Regions from separate parts of the Gossypium hirsutum genome. Here region 1 is linked to region 2. A link is a contact called in public Hi-C data. All regions are on one chromosome and are shown on one strand. Each heading gives the region's core, a stretch centred on a gene start, on an enhancer-like site or on the middle of the called end of the contact. The rest is flanking DNA. Distances are from core to core; before and after follow the strand shown.

Region 1 (4,763 bases), core at 2,200-4,699, 47 kb after region 2:
TATTTTCACTTCCCTGAGCATTCAGCCACTCAATTTTGGGTTATATGTTTCTTCTTTTAGTTTAATGTGGCCAGCAGGATACAAACTTTTAAATTTGTAATTCAATCATTTCATTTATTAAGTTTAGATATTTGATCCAAATCATCACAACTCAAAACTATCAAATGATCCACCATGTAAACCTGCAAGGAGCGCCAAGGCATGTAACCAGTGGCATAAATGAACATTAGGGATAAAAGTTTCTAAAATGATATCAAGGCTAGGCAAATATGAGCGAGAAGGAGAAGAGTTATGGTCCAACTTATGGGCGGCGGTCTGATTTATGCAATGTCAGCACGATCGAGCATGTCTACCAAAGTCATCCTTCTGGGGAACCTAGGTGGCAACCTCAGATTCATGGCATCTTCAATCTGAATTGGGAGATGCGTTGCAACGATTACAATCCCACCCTTCTTTCTATGCTCTGCAATAATATATTCTAACAACCTCACCCCTTCGTTATCTAATGCAACAGAAGGCTCGTCTAACAACCAAATCGGCCTATCGATGGCAAGCAACCTAGCGAGCTGAAGCCTCTTTCGTTGTCCCATTGAAAGCATTCTTGCCTTATCTTTTGCCAGTCTTCCTAGGCCCATGAGCTCCAGGGCTGGCAAGGACTTACCATGCTTACCTTCAAGAACCTCAAACCATTGAACATTGTCAAGGACCGTGAACTTTTCTTTCACTGCATCCTTGAGGGAAAGCCAATTTAGTTGAAGCTTGTATTGGTGGAAGATTCCTGACTGACTAATGTCATGGCCGTTCCAAAGTATCTGGCCAGCAGAAGGTCGAGAGAATCCCGCTAACATACGCAGGAATGTGGTCTTCCCAGAGCCGTTGCTCCCTGTCAACACAAGTGCTCCACCATCATGAACCGACACATTCACGTGCCGCAAGATTTGTTGTGCATTTCTCATGCAAGACACGTCGTTGAGAAGGATTCTAGGGAGTGGAGGCTTCCTCACAGGCATTGAAGTTGAACAAATAATATTACCCTCAGGTTTGGTTTGGGGATTTCGCAATACAACTGCAAATAAAATTAAACCATGTTAGACGAATACCATAATTGATTTACACTTGTCAGATGAAACTGCCTATAAGATAAAAGACAAATCTAGGCAGAATTCAGTGGGGAAAAACATCAAACACTTGAAAGACAATAGGATTTGACTAGTGAAAATACATTTAACTTCACAATAGAAATGCATATTGTATGAATTTGAGCAAACGCAACTCAAATAGATTTTAAAAGAGCTAGGGACCAAATTCCATTTTATACCATTCTTACTATTATCCATAACCTTCGTTACCTGGATTCTGCAATTTGGGGTGCAGTGCCCGTGTCGACACGGATTCCGACACAGGATATGGGTCAGATCCGGCAAAAACCAGCGGACACAGCGGTGGGTGAAAACTGAGATGAGAAGAGAAAAAAAAAACTGACTTGCAGAGACGAGAGATAAGAGGACGATGGCAGGAGGAAGATGATGATAGAAAAAAGAGAAAAGCCTTTAACTTAAAATAAACTGTATATATAACTTCAAATAGGAAAGGTTTTTTTTATAAAAAAATTTTTTAAGTAATGATTCGAAGATGTGTATCAATATCAATTGATGAATAAAATAATATATTTTATATCGAAGTCATCTAATAGTTAGTATTGAAAATAAAAAAAATTATTCAAATTTTAATTTATAAATTCGTGACGATCAAAATTATTTCATAAAAAAAATTAAAATTATAAAATAAAAAATAAAAAAACTCTCTATTAGTACAAATGATACAAATATAACAATGTTTTTAACAATATAATAACTTAAATAGTTAAACAATTTTATAAATTTTTTTAAATTAAATAATAAAAATATAAATTTATTAATAATTTAGTGATACTTAAATTTAACCTAATCATGCACGTCGGCAACGTGCCAGCAGCCATTCCTTTTCCTATTCCAGCACCTGTATGATTTAAAAGGAATAATCATGACCTCTTAGACAAGTCACTGAATATATATGCAAAGGTCAAATTGAATCTAGTCATCACTATTACCTTTTTTCCTTATATTTATTTGCTTCATTATAAAGGAAAAGAAAAAAAAGGCATTATATCAGATTAATTTTATCATCAAATTAATTTACTTTATGAATAGACTATATTGTATTAAAACTGTAAATGTGGTAGGGGCTTTTTAAAATTTATCATTTTTAAAAATTATAAAATTTTAAATTAATATAATGATAAAATTATGTTTTGATATATTTAAAAAATTATAAAAAATAGATAATAATTTATAGATTTCCTCGTGTATAATGTAAAATTGGGTAGGTATCATCATAATCTAAAGCAGCACTATGAATGAACTTCTCATTTCCCATTATCTATAAACCATAGCCCACCAACCTTTTAATCTCTCTATATTTTCTTCTTAAATATGGGTCTTAGTAATTACTCTTTAGATGTTATAAATCTCTCCTTTTCATTTGTTTCAAACTTGTCCTTTATAACTCAAAAGCTAAATAGCTAGCTGCCTCATCCCCCTACCAACATCCTTGGCAAAAAAACCATCAATGGCTGCCTTCAATTATATACTTTTCTTTACCAGTTTGATCATATTATTTCCAATTTTCATGCCGAGAACCGTTTCTACGATTCGAATCCACCACGAGCTAACACCGTCGAAGCATTCAGGGGACGCCGCAGCCGTGAATCGGAACATGCTCGCAGCTGATCATCATAATGTTGCAGTACCACCCCATGGATCACATGGAATTGTTATTGGTGTTCTCAAGAAAGGTCGAATTACACCTTCGGGTCCGAGCCATAGGGGCAATACTATACCTATTTACACCACCAGGCATGATGGAGTTGGTCATCGATGATATATATATATACACATGCATGATGATGATGTAACTCCTCAAGTATCATGTTGAAACTATATACATTTTTTTTTTACCAAAAGTTTTTGTTTCCATTGCAATATTCAAATCTTATACTTGTTAGTTTATAATATTCTTTGTCTCACTGTTATAATGTTTCAGTGCTTGGGGGAGTACTGTGAGTTCATTTCATCACTGTCTTTTTTTCTGAAGTTTCCTGGAAAGTCTATATAAAAGCGAATTTCAAATTTTTTTTATATTATTACTGTTTTTGTTTATTTATAAGCGTAACCAATTAGCGTTTGTAGTCCAACGGTTAGGATAATTGCCTTCCAAGCAATAGACCCGGGTTCGACTCCCGGCAAACGCATTTTGAATGTTTTTGGGTTTTGTTTTCTAATTATGATAATGTGGTAAAAATATCATGGGGTCCTTATACTAAAACATAAATTGCATTCTGCCCCTATCAAAATATTGTCAAATTAGTCCTTGTAATTAAAATAAATTATCAACATGTTGCCACCCTGGTGTCCAATAATCTTTTACATTCCCAACCCACCAAAATAAAAGGTTTAAAAGGGGGACATAGAAAAAGCATGATAAACTTGAAACTATCCCCTGTTTCACACTCTCTTTCTCATATTGTTACTCCACACAAAGCAAAAGGGAAAGTAATATAGTATCAACATCAGTGGTTTTGAGAGGAAAAAAGGAAGGGTGAAATATGGCTGGTTACAGAGCAGAGGATGACTATGACTACCTTTTCAAGGTAGTTTTGATCGGTGATTCAGGTGTGGGGAAGTCTAATTTACTCTCCAGGTTCACCAGGAACGAGTTCAGCCTCGAGTCCAAGTCTACTATTGGCGTTGAGTTCGCTACTCGTAGTTTGAATGTGGATGGCAAGGTCATTAAAGCTCAGATTTGGGACACTGCTGGTCAAGAAAGGTATCACTTTTACTATTCCCTTGCCTTGCTTTCCTTTATTTTTGATCTGGGTATCTTTAGTTCTCTTCTGTTTTGCAAGGAATTTGGTTTTTTTCTTATTGAACTTGAGGAAAGAAAGCAACTTTGATCATGGAAGAGCTAGATCTGTGAGCTGTGCTTAAACGACATCGTTTCCTTTTTTCTGGCAAATGTGTTTATTTAGATTTGAACCCTTGCTTGATAATGCCTGCATGATAATGCCACTGGAACCCGTGCTTGCTTTCTAGTTTTGTCATGTTCACAGAATTGTGATGATTCTATACCTGTATCTTTGAGCTTCCATTTGTGTGTCGTACTTGCAAATCTAGTGTATATAGCATTAATCTGGTTTGATATTTTAGGGTTGTTGCATGGACACTACAAGTGATAAATTGGTAATGAAAGAAACAGCTTGTTAGAATAGTATAGGATCGCTTTAGCTTTCTGATTGATTCTAGCCGAGCGCTGCCTTACTTTATCCTGCTGGATAGTCTTTACCATACACCTGCCGATGTGAGAATCATTATTGCAAATGCTGCTTGCCACCATTATCTATGTCCTAAAATTTTAACTGTCGCCATAATTGCTAGGCAATTCTTCTGTCGCCATTATAGCTTGCTTCACCTCGAAGACTGCAAAATCTTGGCTGACAAGTGACATGATTCTTTTGAGGCATGCTCGTATATATTACAGGTCGAATGTAATGTTTTCAAACCGTGTGATTTGAGATAGTAGGATGTTCTAATTTATTGTATGATCTTATTCCAAGATTGTTTGATGAGGCATTGAATCAAAATTGTTATTATGTATAGGATGTTTCATGTGTGTTATGCTTATACTGTTGTCGTTACTGCTACGGGCTGCTACTGTCATGGCCTGGT
Region 2 (4,823 bases), core at 68-2,567:
TACATATATAAAATAGTAAAAAATAAGTATATTTTAAAAAAGAAAAAAAAGTGAGTATTTAATCACTTAAAAACGTAAATATATACATATATATAAAAAAATAGGAAAATATTTTTTTAAAAATATATATATGTGTACATATAAAAGGAATATATATTAGATAAATAATAATAATAATTACACTATTAATTAATAAAACAAATAAAAAGAACATAAAAAAATTAAATTGAATTGCAATTACAATATCTGGGGTAAATCCGCAAATAAATAAAAGTAAAATGACTAAATTTAAATGCGCGAATTACATAGAGGGGCTGAAAGGAAAATTTTCCCTTCTCCTCTAAAACGGCGCCGTTCAAATTGGACCAAATTGAAATTTGAAATAAATCACAGGGAAAATGTTAAAAAAATAAAAAAACTTGATTGCCTAACCCCTAAAAAAGGAAGGGATCAAAAGGGTAAATAACCCAAAAATCGAAAACGCGCGGATCCACTGGTATGGGTCAGGTCGCGCGTGGGTTGCGTAAAACGGTGCCGTTTTGACACTAAAAGCCCTTAGGTGAAACGGCGTCGTTTTATTTATGTTATAAAAGCAAAAAAAATCCCCAAAGATTTCATTTCTTCCTTTCTCTTTAAAAAGTCTGAAGCAAACACTCTCAACCTTCCCCCCTTTTCTCCAAGCTCCGCCCTAAGTCCGGTCAACGGTCAATCATCGGCCACCACGCCGGCCGCCGATCTCCGGCGCCGTCACCGCGGTCTGCGGAGGCCGGAAAAGGAAAAAATCTTTATTCGGCCTTTTCGACCCTTTTAAAACCAGATCCAAGCTCAAAACTCCCAAAAAAAACCACAAAAAACCTCAAAAATGTCAAGAAACCTTTCGGTTTCCGGCCACCGATCCTCGGGGGTGGCTCCCTCGACCGTTTCAGAAACAAACAGGTTGTTTCTTTCTTTTTATCATTTATTTTATTTATTTTACGAATGAAGAAAGAAAAGAAAAAAACAATAGATAAAATAAAACAAATATAAAAAAACCTGTAAAAAATAAACCTTTGAACTGATCTTTGCTTTCGTATTGAGTTCTCTTTTTGATTGAAAGTACTTATTTTTTATGATTTCGAATTCGGCTCCTGGTTACAGTATTAACAATGGCTTTATATAGCCGAATGAAAATACAAGAAATAGAAACAAGAAATATTCTTGATTTGATTTGGTTTGATTTTCTTTCCTTTCTTGTGTTTGCAGGTGAAGATCATGAAGATTCGGCTTGGTGATGGTTGCGGTTGCGGCGCAAAAGTCTTCTTCAGAAACCCTAGGGTTTCTGCAAATGATTTGGGCCATTGAGCTTTGGGCCCCTGTTGTATTTCGGGTTTTGGGCTCTATAGGCCTATTTGTAAAAAAATGGACTACTTATTTATTTGGGGCCCTTTATTATTTGTACCCGGGCAAAATCTGTTATTACAGTTTGAATACAGTATAAGTTTCAAAGCCATGACTAATTATAGTAGACGTTAAATTTATCAGAAAATTTTAACGGTATTAATAATTAGATTTATATTTTAAAATCATAAAAATAAAGATGTACAAATAATACAAGAAGTTTCTGAAAATCAAAATCAGCCACAGGATTCCAAGAGCACAAGCAGTATCAAAAGGTAATATGAACAAAATTCATACGAATCACATTACATTACAGTAACACTAGCTCAAATATTTTAATTTTAAACTCATTCGCTAAACAAAGTTATGAACTAGGCAAACCAAGATTTCACTATGGCTATGGAGGTTTCAGGCCCCCCCCCCCCTATATACCTGCCTTGGGTCATTTCTTCAGTTACCACCACCATGGATGGCAGAAAATCGAATCCGCAGCCACTCAATATAGGCTGAAATTAATTCCGGGAGGGAAGTGGAAGAAGGCTTGTAATTTATTCAAAGAAAAAAAAATTTCACAGATCGAACTTACGTCGTAAACCAGCAAGAAAATGGGTAATTACAAATGTAAATATGAATTCAATCAAGTTAGGCACCAACCCTTCAAAGCCATCCAAAAATTTTCTTGTTATTTATCCTACCTAGGAGATTTAGAAGAGAGACATTTTCCGCAGGAGACGAACTTCAATAACGAGTGCGGTCTTCGTGTCCTAATCTTCAAGCGTGAGAGCTGCGGAACATAAGTAAATCAATAATCGAACATTTTCATCAGGATAATGGTAATTTATGTTAAAATGGTAGATAATTTACCTTTCGGCGTGTTACTCTAGTTGCTTTCCAGCAAAGCAAGCTTTTCGACCGAGGTTCCAATCTCCTGAAATTTTCAGACATGAATTTGATTCTTAGTTGAAGATTACAAAAGCTTGACATAAATGGAGGATCTATAGTGGCACTGGATATATACACATACAGGTTCTCTTGTTCGAGCTTTTCGGCAATGGAAACTGCTTTGCGCTTTGACCATCCGTTGCGTTGCGTGCATCCTTCTGCCTGCTGAATTACGTGTGCGAGGGACACTTTACTTCTAACGATGCTTTGACTCTTACTTAGTTCCCCGAGTTTCTGTCTTCCTGCCAATGTCGGTTTCCTATAAGTTGCAGCATCGGCCAGTGTTAAACCTCTTCTGTTAGATTCAAAGTTATCAGCATGTTCGTTATCCTTGGCTTCTCTTGGAGAAGCTGGTATTTCAACAATTTCATTCCCTGCTTGCTGAGCTTGGGAGCCGACCCCGGCATGCATCCTATTTCTAGAATTAGACTCTGGATCCATGATCATCTGAGATGGACCGACCCCAGCTCGGGCATCTTTCTTTGCTTCACATCTAATTTCAACTGTCACCGACGAACCAAGAACAGTCTCGAATGCTTGTAAAATATGCCCCCTAAATTTCTCCGCCTTAGATTTGGTCATAGGTGAACTGAACATCAACTGTACAGTTGGTGCTGCAAAAAAACACTCGATTAAAACGGAGAAGGAAACAACTATGACTAAGGTTCAAATCCCATTATCCTCGAGTACAGAAAGCATGCATTATGGATTCAAGCTTGCTAAAATTTCTCATGTACAAGTATGTTAAAACTATATGATCAAGGCACACAAAGACGAGCATGATGCACAGTAGGATATACCTGCGCCTAAACTGACAGAGATCAGCTTTCCTTCTGAATATAAAAACTCTTTTAGACCACTAACTTGAATCTTCTCAAGCACCTGCAACCAAATTTCTTCGATCCCGTTGCGGTTTTTGACTAAATTCTGCCTCTCAGTAAAGACTATTGATGTTTGTTGAGGAGCCATCCCAGACGCAGCATGCCTCTTTCTATCGAAATGTATACCGTTAACCATACCAGTTTCAAAATTCCCTAAACTTCCAGCATGGAGATTTTCAGGCCGAGCATTTTTCGATAAGCCTCTAGAACTCTTACGGACATCATGTCTTCTGTCCACGTTGCTTGGAGGCAAGGGGCTGCGATGAGAACTAGTGCCAGCGGAAGATATAGGTAATATATACTGCTGATCTGGAGCAAGCTGAAGCAAAGCAGCGGTTAGCCATGTCAGTTTGTCATTCGACATCCTCAGTTGTTTTTCTGCCTCAGATAATGTTTTCAAAGCTTGGCGTAGCTTCTCCATATCTTCTTTGGACACTGGATTGCATAAAGGCGTTCTATTAGTTTTAGAAGATAAATATCGAAACAAACAGTCGAACTATTTAGCATTATTAAACAGAAAAATTAAAATTTCTCTTTTAAGACTCACATGGTTGTCGGCGAAAGAACTTCCGTCTATGCCTTTCTTTAGTGAAATCATAACTGCCAGCAAGAATATCAGTTATCACCGTAGCAAGCTGTGACATCAAAGCTAAAGGCTCCACACCGGTTTCCATTATCACCCTCAAGCTCTTTACAGTGTTTACCGTGTCTGCAGATAATGCGAGATCGAGAAGATCCACCAGCTTTTCATCAGAGATAAGCCCGACCAGTTCTTGAACCAGAAGAACAGAGATTTTCTGCCCAAGCAAGCTGAGCTGCTCGAGTGTCATCTCGGCATCCCTCAACGATCCATCTGATCGTGATGCGATCAGTTTAACCGCATCTTTCTCGATTTCGATGTCCTCTCTGGATGCAATCCACTGCAAAGAATAAATGATATCTGCATCCTTCAGCTTGGGGAAGAAAAATTTCTGACACCTGGACACGATTATATGAGGCAGAATATCAAGACTTGAACTCACAAGAATAAAAACCACACGCCGGGGCACTCGATCAATGACCTTTGAAATGGCACTCCAACAATCAGAGGACAAAGTATCGCAGTCGTCGAATATAAAAACCCTGTACTGCGAAGGCAGTTGAGAGATGATCATATTATCCAGTAAATCCATAATGCTCTCGAAGTCGAAGTTACTTATAGGACCAACTTCTCGAATATTTCGACTCTTTCCCATATCGTGTGAAATACAAGAATTGCAAAAACCACAAGGTTTAGGCTGTTCAACTGACTGACAATTCAAAGCTCGGGCAAATATCCGAGCACAGGAAGTTTTTCCTGTTCCATGAGGTCCGTAAAACACATAAAGTAACCCGACTTTCCTTTTCATAACGGCATTAGAAAGGGCTTGTGAGACCAAGTTTTGTCCAACAAGGTCTCTAAAGGTTCTTGGCATGTATTTTTGTGTTATATTTTGGTGCCTGCTACGGAGGTTCCTGCCTAGCTTGCGTTGGTCACCGAATCTAGCTTCAGAAGCAAGGTCAGAATCAACATTGCGCTTCAACAAATTATTAGCAAATATACCTAGCTCACCTGAATAGTCATTCACCCAACGAGCATTCTCA

What was found. A called contact is a pair of places that touch in the nucleus more often than the background predicts.
Region 1: a Hi-C map of leaf shows a contact between it and region 2, with 2.9 times the contacts expected there. The contact joins the promoter of LOC107909644 here to the enhancer-like site in region 2. A contact is called at or near these places in 2 of 34 Hi-C or Micro-C datasets (leaf and petal).

The regions. Positions count from the first base shown.
Region 1 is chrD10:3,116,366-3,121,128 of Gossypium_hirsutum_v2.1, forward strand. It overlaps LOC107909644 (ras-related protein RABA1c), which reads left to right and starts at 3,450. Exons shown (of 2, transcript XM_016837259.2): 1 at 3,450-3,864. The coding sequence starts at 3,644. TRNAG-UCC (transfer RNA glycine (anticodon UCC)) reads left to right here and starts at 3,218; the gene lies at 3,218-3,289. LOC107909643 (ABC transporter I family member 1) reads right to left here and starts at 1,658. Exons shown (of 2, transcript XM_016837258.2): 1 at 1,350-1,658; 2 at 87-1,066. The coding sequence starts at 1,010. The coding sequence ends at 321.
Region 2 is chrD10:3,071,359-3,076,181 of Gossypium_hirsutum_v2.1, forward strand. LOC107925199 (protein STICHEL-like 3) reads right to left here. Exons shown (of 7, transcript XM_016855808.2): 2 at 3,748-4,823; 3 at 3,120-3,635; 4 at 2,402-2,933; 5 at 2,242-2,305; 6 at 2,073-2,161; 7 at 618-1,918. The coding sequence ends at 1,828. Among protein-coding and RNA genes, the nearest start is that of LOC107925199, 4.6 kb to the right of the region's middle. Within about 2 kb of position 1,318, at least 8 of the 9 cell types and tissues checked have an H3K27ac peak or open chromatin away from gene starts, as enhancers often do. A contact at or near this core is called in leaf, where this site is marked.